Linked DNA regions of Triticum aestivum: region 1 is linked to region 2. A link is a contact called in public Hi-C data. All regions are on one chromosome and are shown on one strand. The core of a region is the stretch at or near the end of the contact, and the rest is flanking DNA. Distances in the headings are between cores, read along the strand shown. Region 1 holds the start of LOC123124812. Region 2 holds the start of LOC123121557 (dormancy-associated protein homolog 3).

Region 1 (4,602 bases), core at 376-2,875, 280 kb before region 2:
GCCAGGTTAGATCATGATTACAGATTACGCCGGTGCATCTCTGATCTGTCCCGGGGAAAAAGTAGAGTAAAATATACCGGACATGTACATACGCCCATTTTCTTTGTCATCGAGTTCCCCTTTCTGTGACCCGACACAGCAAAACAGGGCGCCGGAAAATATTGAGTACTGCACCCCTGCACAGACATCTCGATCAGCACAATTCTTAAGCGCTAAACAATAACTAATGACTCGGTGGCAAAACAGTACCTTTGCGTACGTGTCCAAACTTTTCATGCATGCACTGCATCTGAACATTATTCTGCTCCGGATTGTTTAAACGAACCGCACAACCGTTATCACATCCCCGTTCTCAATCTTTAAATATTCAGCTAGCCTCGTGGTAACGTACTAATAAAAATGAAACTTACTCCGTGTCACTTTGCTTAATCTCACTTTATTATACAATACTACACAAGTCACATACGTGGCCTGAACTTGTGTACGTACTGTACGTTAGCACAGATCAATCATGCTAGAGGATGTATTCTCAGATAAGGCCAGCCAGCCAGCCAGGGCATCGCTTGGAAAGCCGGTCTCGGCAACGTGCAGGCACATGACCGCTGAGTACCGACGGGCCAACGAGCCCACCCCACTCCACACGGGAAGCGCACGCAAAAGCGCGCGGCGCGCTTCCGGCTTCTCCAAGGCACCGCACGATGCATGCATGCATGCAGTGACGCGCAAAGCTCATCTTACAAATTTAGGGTACGGGAAAAGCCATCGTGCCATGTGATCTGCACTACACAGGTCGGTGGCGGTTAAATTTTTCTCCATTCATGCTTCGTTCGTGGTAGTAAATGGATCGCTGCGTTTAGCGTGTTTCCGTGTTTCGTCCGGGATGGGCGCCGGGCCTGTGGCATTAAACCTCTGCTGTTTTTATAGGGCGGGCGTGTCCCATAGCCATATGATTGCACGGCACAGGGATTGGATTCCGGCAGCTGGATGCATGTAATATATACGATGGCCTTTTGGTTAGTCTGGTATCGTATCTTCTAGGCTAGCTTGTTTGAACGCTAGCCGTGTGGTACGTCGAAGAGGAAACAGATCACCGACGCGCAGAGTGAGCTAAGCTAGTTAATTCGGGTGCTTCCAATTCCATCATGACTTTGAGGGCGGAATAATGTTGCCTCCAGTTTAGTCATGCGCCCATACTGGAGTGCCCGGTACTACATATGCACAGCTGTAGCTGCGAAGTTCTTAAAGGATTGCTGCCCTCTTTATTATAAGAATAATAAAATGCTATTTTTTTTTTTGCAAAGGTATTCCGTTTTAGCAAATTGTGCACAACTCTTTTTTTAGAGTGCGACTCTTTTTTTTCTGACCAACAACTCTTTTTTGTTAGAACAGTGCACAGCTCTTAAGAATTAAAGGAATGATTAATATAGGTTGGCCCTTGAAGATCTTTTTTTTAATCGATGAAGAACTTTCTTTGAGGACCTGAAAACTTTCAAGACGCTGAACCGGCCCAAATAAAGCCTGTTGGTTCGCTTCATTAGGCCTGGCCCAATATGCATTTCTGAAAGTTGGTGACCCATTCCGTGTAGTCTGGAGCATTGGGAGAAAATCCGTGTGGGTCACCGCCTGCGCGTGGATACAAACGTTTCTATGAAGAAATAAAAAACGCGTGGATACAAACTCCGGTGCAGCTTACGGATCAGCAAACGCGCGTTGCTGATTCGAAACTAAGAAACGGAGGAGACAACCGCACATCGCTCGACCTTATAATTCATGGCCGGTCATTCTATTTGCAGCACATCAGTCACAGCTCGCAAGAATTCCAAGTACAGTATCCAACATGTCCCGGCCATTCCCTCCATTGTTCGTCCCACTGGTCCTGCTGCTGCTAACATCGACCTCGTCGCCGGCCACCGCCGCGGCAGAGATCGCGGAGGCGCCGTCCGCCGTTGGCTGCAGCGGCAGCGCGGAGGCAGCGTCGCGGGTGGTGGCGGAGAGCTGCACGGACGACATCGTCAGGTCCTTCTTCGGCGTGCGCGGCAGCGACGCCTGCTGCCGCGCGCTGGAGACGGCCGGCGCCGGGTGCTACCGCGCGGTGTTCTCCGGCTCCCCGTTCGCCGATATCTACCCGACCATCCTCGGTAACGTCTGCGGCCTCGCCGTGGCTCCCAGCCCCGGGGAACGATCGTACTACTAGTCTCCAGTTGTAACCGAAGTTGACGAAACGAGATTTTATTTTAAGATCGTCTGAAATAAAATCGGCTACGTGGTACATAGTTCAGTTCAGTTCCTAAAAAACGGGTTAATAATATGATCAAATTCGGCGCACATGTTTATCTAAGCCATGTACGCAGCACAAAGTTCAATTCAGTTCCTTAAAAAAATTCAATCGGAGTACGTATGTAATAAGTAAGGCGTATAAAATAGACATCTCCTCCATCGCACGAGTCGCGGTCGCTGACTCACCGCAATCGTACTTTTCCTACGTGAAAATGACAGCGTTATCGTCACGGAGAAAAAGAACGGGAAGACGCAGCGCCAGCACAAAAGCGTGGCAAAGACACATCCACTTCGGATCGGCCACTGTCTAATGTCTGCTCCTTCTCTCGCCACAGCCTGCTCTTAAAGGGAAGGGCGTAGTTTCCATCGACAAAAAGGAAAGGAAAAGAAGAAGAAGAAATCCTAGCTGAGGCTGAAGGTGAAATATAGGACTATAGGAATATGATCTAAATCCTTAGTTACTGCTATGAAACTGACCGGTGGATAATGGATCGAGGAATATAAAGAGAAGGGGCGAAAAGCAGTATCCCTGAATCCTAAGCTGTCGGTACATGGTCGAATTCAGTATTTCTCTTTTCCCGAATTTTTTGGATAATGCTGACTTTGCCGGAACTTTACCTAATCCGAACGCGATTGATGTTACTTCCTCCAGTGGAGCAAGTGGTAACTCAGCGGGGAAAATCGAGTCTCCCCTTAGATTCAAAGATCTACTCGTGACAGTCTATTTTTCAATCTTTTCCTCTCTCTTTTCTGATTCCGACTGTGGAGATCAATCGATCAATCTAAAACGCTCGGCTCCGGTTTGCCCTTCCTTTCCACTCATGTCTACTCTAGGCCATGAGCAATTGAGCATTTATCGGAGTAGGTTCCATTACCAAAACATTTTCAAACGGATTTTTTGCTTCTTTTGTTTTGGTTTGGCACGCTCGACAGAAAATAAAAGACCATCGTGAATTCTCCATTTACTACTGCAAAGGTTTCCGAACCAGGATTGACATGGCCATAGAGCTAGAGCACCACGCATGGCGATAAGCAACGGCGATCGGGAGTTTGAACCATCCTGTAACAAAAAACCATTTCCCGCACACACTCCAATAGCATAGGCCGCTCATCGAAGAAGTTAGGCCTACTTTGGTGATAGGAAAGTCATAAAAATAGAAAAATCATAGAAAATGAAATGACATGTATCTGAAATCCTATGAATAGAAATAGAAAAGAAAATGCCATCTGATTCATATCATAAAAAATCATTGAGTTTAGGCTAATATTTATTTTCTTATAAAATGTGAAGGATAGAAAAAATTTCTCCATAGAAATAAGATTCTATTCCTACAAACCAAAGGGCTCTAAAAGAATTTTTCATATGCAAATCCTATCTTTTGGGTTCCTACAAATCAAAGGAGACTTTAGTGGTTTACAATAGCCTTTTCAGGAGTTCAGAATCCGATGGGTGTGTGCTCTGCTAATAGAGCAGAACATATCTTACCTAAGGCATCTCCAACACCGACCCACAAACTTACCGCATGCGATTCGAATTGTTCGAACCGCAGAAGCTATCCAATGCGGTCTATATCGGTCCGCGGCATGACCCGGACGTACTTTCTCCCGCAAACTGCAGACAAACGTGGGGGCTTTGCGGGAGTCCGGACTGCTCCCATGCCCTCTTATAACCGCCTTGGCCCACCTAAACCCCTCCTCCCTCGCCGGCGCGCGTTCTTGCCCAGTGCCAGCTGCTCGCATTCATGCCGTTGTAGCTTGCGCCGCTCCACATTGAAGACGGCTCAGGGCGGACGCGACCTTTCAATGCCTCCGTTATTGAAGCGGCGCGCGACGCGTCTTCGGTGTCTGCACATGTTCAATGCCGGAGATGAGTGACTGGACATGACGAATATGTACCATGCCTGTTGAATGCCCCGTACGTCCATCCGTACGCCGCATTAAGCAGGCTCGCCGCCTGAGAAATCCACTCCGACACTGCATGTTGACGCACCCAGACGCCTGGCCTCACCAGAATCTGCTATTTAAAGGCGGCCACACCCGGCTAACTCCACTCCACAACACAAGACGCTCCGCATCCTCCTCGCTTGCATGGCATCCGCTGTGACTGCAGGCGGCGAAGCTCTATGGAAGAGCCTTTCCATTTAGATGAAGCATGCGGTGACCGCCCTTGCCGCCGCCTGGCAGATCCGCCGTGCCAGGCGCATCGAGGCGGGCTTGTCGGCCAGCTCGCCCGAGGTCTCTGACGACAAGGCCGACACCATGATGAAGACGGACTCCGACGACACCGCCTCGGCTCCCATGCCTCTTGTGCACGCCGACTTCACC
Region 2 (5,111 bases), core at 1,193-3,692:
CGATCACGCGGCCCGAGCTGGCCTATGTTGTGCAACAAGTGTGTCTACACATGCACGACCCACGGGTTGGGCACCTGGCTCTGCTCAAACGTGTGTTTCGCTACGTTCGGGGCTCCACCGGTCTCGGCCTCCATCTCCATGCCTCGACGAACCTCGATCTACGCGCCTACACTGACGCGGACTAGGCCGGTTGCCCAGATACGCGCCGCTCCACTTCTGGATTCTGCGTCTACCTCGGCGACGCCCTCGTCAGTTGGTCATCCAAGCGCCAAGCTACTCTGTCCCGCTCCAGCGCGGAAGCTGAGTACCGCGCCGTGGCGAATGCAGTCGCCGAGTGCGTCTGGCTCCGGCAGCTCCTCGGTGAGCTGCTCTGCCCGGTGCGCTCCGCCACACTGGTTTTCTGCGACAACATCTCAGCTGTCTACCTCTCCAGCAACCCCGTTCATCACCAGCGCACGAAGCACGTCGAGCTCGACATCCACTTCGTCCGCGAGCGCATCGCGTTGGGCGAGTTCCGCATCCTGCATGTCCCCACGCGACAGCTGTTCGCCGACGTGATGATCAAGGGGCTGCCAGCAGACATCTTCAGAGAATTCCGCTCCAGTCTTTGCGTCTCCTCCGACGATGTCACGACTGCGGGGGGTGTCAGCAGACATAGTCAATGTGTGTGTGTGCGTGTGTTGCCAGCGCGTGTGCGCGTGCAGTTGTGTTCACGCCCAGACCGTGGTAGTGCCTGTAGTGGGCGTAGTGGCAAGAGTAGTGGCACACGATCTAGCCGTGGCTGCGGTCATGTAACTGTATACAAACCCAGCCTCTGAGCTAATGCAAGTGTGTTGAATCTCTTCTTCCTCTAACACTCCTCAACATTGCGGTTGACGCTGCGTAGTGGTCCCATATGGAAGGAAATAGAGCAAAGTAAAATCAACCTGGAGGCAATTGGCGAAGACGACGCGTAAGGACATACACATTATTTCTTTGCAAAGCTAGTGGTACAGACTAAAATAGGAAAGTTTGAGGGGGAGGGGGTGATCCGAATATCAAGTTCGGTAATGGCAAGGACCAAAAAAAATCCACTTATCTTAGCTTTGCCACGTAATTTAGAGCTGGTAATAAGCAAATGTATCATGAATTATATCTTAGCCTTATCTGTAGTAACAAGATATATATATATATATATATATATATATATATATATATATATATATATATATATATATATACACAAACGCCCCGTTTTAGTTGCAACACGGTATCAAATGATGACAATTTCTGCTCGTTTTTGCCTCAAAATTTCCATCTTCTCATATGCTGCCATGCTTCTCGGAAGAAAATGCAACGGGTTCTAAAGAAACCGCAAGCAAAAATGTTGCCAACTATTGAGTCCTTAAAAGAAGACATTTTTTTTAGGTTTTCTGAGTATGTCACATTTACTAGACTAGTCAACGTGTACGTGTAATGCATGTTAATTTGAAAGTATATTAAGTGCATGGGTCACGCTATTCGTCACCCTGGGTGAGGAATAGTTATTCTTCACCCCTCTCTATTTTGACATCACTGCACCGTATTTTTAGGTTTCGTAAATTTCTTCTTATTTCATACTAAAAAAAGAACGTAAGAAAATATATACTCGCCGTAAAAAATATTTTATGTTACGTAAAATTACGAACGTAAAAACATAGTGTAAAACATACATAAAATGTGATATTTCTGATCTTATAACTTTTTTTTTTGTTTTCTTATACCAAATTTTACATAGTGAATCAATATGAATGTAACTATTTGTATTCCGAACGTAATTTGTTTATGAAGCGACCGTAAGATTATCTCGGGTGAAGAATAACTTATTCTGCATCCTGGGTGATGAATAGTTTTACTAGTGCATGCGGATATTAAGTAGGATATTATTTGCGTGTTATTATGTGATTAGCACTATATTTAGCATGAAATTAAATGCACGCTAAACGTGTTGAGCGCTCGACATTGAAGCGGTCTAGGTCATTGGATCGACATGATTTAATGGACGAGATTAATTGAATCTGCTCTTTTGGGTCTTTTTATATTGGTGTAGATATAGATGACATCATTATCATGTCCTTGACACCTCAAGATCCATTTTGCAGATCCTCAAAGAAAAAAAAATCCATTTTGCAGGTTGAGCCGATTCAGTACTCCGACACTAGCGGGAATCCGCATCCCAAACTACTTTTATCCGATATAACAACCCTATCCGGTTTGTTTGACTCATCACCCGCAATTACCGACGAAGACCCCGAAAATAACACCACACCTCCCATTTTATCCACTCCCACTCTATCCATTTCCTAATCCCGGACGGCTAAAAACTGCGTCGGCTACGCTGGACCGCAGGAGCCGAGCCGACCGCGCAAGGCGGAGCCCGGAAACAGAAAGATGGGCGATCCCAGAGTTGCGTACGCCCCCCAAATATCTCGCCTACGTCCCCTCCCCACCACCCCTCGGCCTCATCTATAAAACTCCACCCGCTCCCTCCCTCCAACAAAGAAGGAAGGAACGAAGGAGGATCCACTGCGCCTGCGCCTGCGCCTGCGCCACACACACCCTTCGACACCAAAGGTAATAATCAGTTCCATCCCCTTGCCCCTCCCTCTCGGCCAAGAACACGCGAGGCAAGAACAGATTAACCGGAGGAAGAAGAGGAGATGATCATGATTGTATGAACGTGGCTCCTGATCTACCACGTACGTGCAACGCGCAGGTTTGATCGGATCGTCGTGCGCTCCATGGGGCTTCTTGACCAGCTGTGGGACGACACGGTGGCCGGGCCGCGGCCGGACCACGGCCTCGGCAGGCTCCGCAAGTACGCCTCCTTCTCCCCGTCCTCCTCGGCGGCCGGCACGACCGCTGCCGTGCCGTCGGCCGACGTGGCGGCGCCGGCGGTGACGCGGAGCATCACCATCCTCCGCCCGCCGGCTCTGTCCGTGACGTCGCCGCGCGGCGAGTCCGGCTCCGGCTCCGCGCCCTCGTCCCCGGCCAGCGTCCCCGACTCCCCCTTCAGCACAGGTATCTTATCACACCTTTGCCTCCTATTTTTTATCTCGTACGACGAGGCCGGCGTGATGTGGCTGACATGCTTGCTTGTGACTGCAGCAACGACACCCAGGGGAGAGAGTGGTTGGAGTAAGCTGCGCCGCAAAGGCAGGATGGCCGCCGACGGCATGGAGGCCAGCCCCGGCACCCCCAGGAGCCCCACCGTCTTCGACTGGTGCGTTGGCTTCAAAGTTCAAACCGAATATCCCCTCTTGTTTTCGAGCGCACCACATCACGAACCCAAATGCTAGATCCAACCACCATGACTCTATCTAGTACAGTAGCCATAAATCTGATGCCTCTGAACCTTGTCTCTTGCAGGGTGGTGATCAGTTCGCTCGACCGCTAACCGTGAAAAAAGAAGAAGATCCACCAAGACGGAGAAGCGCACGAGCACAAGGAGAGTAGCTGCAAACTTGACCGGAAGATGGAACCCTGTCCCAGTATATGTTACTGTATCAGTTATGTACGTACTAGTACTACTTCCGCTGTAAACATCCACTCCACGTGAGATGGTGCGAGTTTTCGTAGCAAAGGATGTGCTAGATGGATCCGAGTGGTAGCTCAAGGAAAACTTTGGTAGTAGGCAACCGGCGACGTGCAACGACCTGAGGCGAATGAGACCGATGTGAAGTGTGTGTGTGTGTGTAAATCCTACCAGTAGATGCACTAGATCAGAGGGGATGTTGAGCTCTAGCTGCTCTGTACAAGGCCCGCGGGCAGCATGTGCTAATGCATGCAGTGTAAAATATGTCTGCAATAATGCATGGCTAAGTGAGCCTCCACTCCTGTGATTATTGTCAGGCGTCCTCCCTGGTTGGTCGGGCTAGTTGAAGAAATGGCACCAATAATTTGCTCGATTCGTGTTCGAGGGTGGTGTCAGATCGATGTGAAGGTTATGTGTGCTCAGTCTTCTCTGTACGGTTAGGGTCAAAAGGATGGGCCTCTTGACGATTTGACAGATCGGAGGGTGTACTTGCTCGTGATACTGACTGCACGGGGCACCTCATTTGCCGACGAGAACTAGGATATTTATCGATCGTTGAGCGTTTTGGTGAAGGTTTTCAAGGAAAGTCATCAAGGAGCTTGACGAGTGTAATGCATGGCTAAGGCCTAGTTTAGCAGCATGGTCTTTCTAAAACAAAGTGAGTCTCTAGTTTTTTTATTTTTTGAGAGAGAAAAGGTGAATCTCTGGTGAGCCACTCCTCTGATAGATTATTGTAAGGTATCCATCCTCTTCTTGCTTAGGGCTGGTTCAGAGAAAAGGCACGGCACCAATAATTTGCTTCGAAGAATTCCTGGTGTCAGATCGACGGGAGGCTTGCCTGAATTTTCCGATGTCACCGTCCTCCTTTGCATTGCAGGGTCAAGCGGATGGAGCTGTTGATGTCTGACAGGTCATAAATTTGTGTGGTGATCGACGTTGACGACGCCATGGCACGACTATTCGTCGAGGTTGGGATATTTATCTTTCGTTGCCTATGCGAAGCAACATGTGGATGTGGTTGGATGGTAAGAGTGGATGGTAAGAGGAACAGTGGTATCCTCAGGTCATTCAAGTCCTGGTGCTCGCATTATTCTTGAATTTATTTCAGAATTTTCGGCGATGCACTTTCAGTGAGAGGAGACGTTACCGTCGACGACGAGGCGCCTACGGTGACTTCGTAAATCTCAAGATGATATGCCGGCTCGGTTTTTCGGAGGTGCTCATAGGGGTAGGGTGTGCATTTGTGCGTTCATAGTGATGAATGTATGCGCGTGTATATGAGCGCTTGTGTGTGTACTGATGTTCAAAAAAAAACCTTTCATTGCCTATAACTTGGGTGGAAATTTTGAAGGAAGGTGGCGGTGGAGCTCCACGAGATCTGAGGAGCCATATTTGGGGTCGCTCGCACGGTGGCGGGTGGTGCACCATGATCTGCGGAACCACTCATGGCAACGGTAAGACAGAGCAAATCCAACGCGCTGACTCATGTTGTCCACGCGTGAATGTTTGGGTCGTCGTGGATAGAAAAATCGGCCCAACGCTCCGACCCAAACGGACG

The links. Hi-C and Micro-C count contacts between places; a contact is called where the count stands out from the background.
Region 1: a Hi-C map of leaf shows a contact between it and region 2, with 6 times the contacts expected there. The contact joins the promoter of LOC123124812 here to the promoter of LOC123121557 in region 2. A contact is called at or near these places in 3 of 5 Hi-C or Micro-C datasets (all in leaf) and 1 of 1 datasets of contacts at active chromatin or transcription factors (leaf).

The regions. Positions count from the first base shown.
Region 1 is chr5D:333,114,178-333,118,779 of IWGSC CS RefSeq v2.1, reverse strand. LOC123124812 reads left to right here and starts at 1,625. Exons shown (of 1, transcript XM_044545365.1): 1 at 1,625-2,269. The coding sequence starts at 1,838. The coding sequence ends at 2,194.
Region 2 is chr5D:332,838,816-332,843,926 of IWGSC CS RefSeq v2.1, reverse strand. LOC123121557 (dormancy-associated protein homolog 3) reads left to right here and starts at 2,442. Exons shown (of 4, transcript XM_044541567.1): 1 at 2,442-2,592; 2 at 2,735-3,039; 3 at 3,127-3,241; 4 at 3,388-3,855. The coding sequence starts at 2,760. The coding sequence ends at 3,415.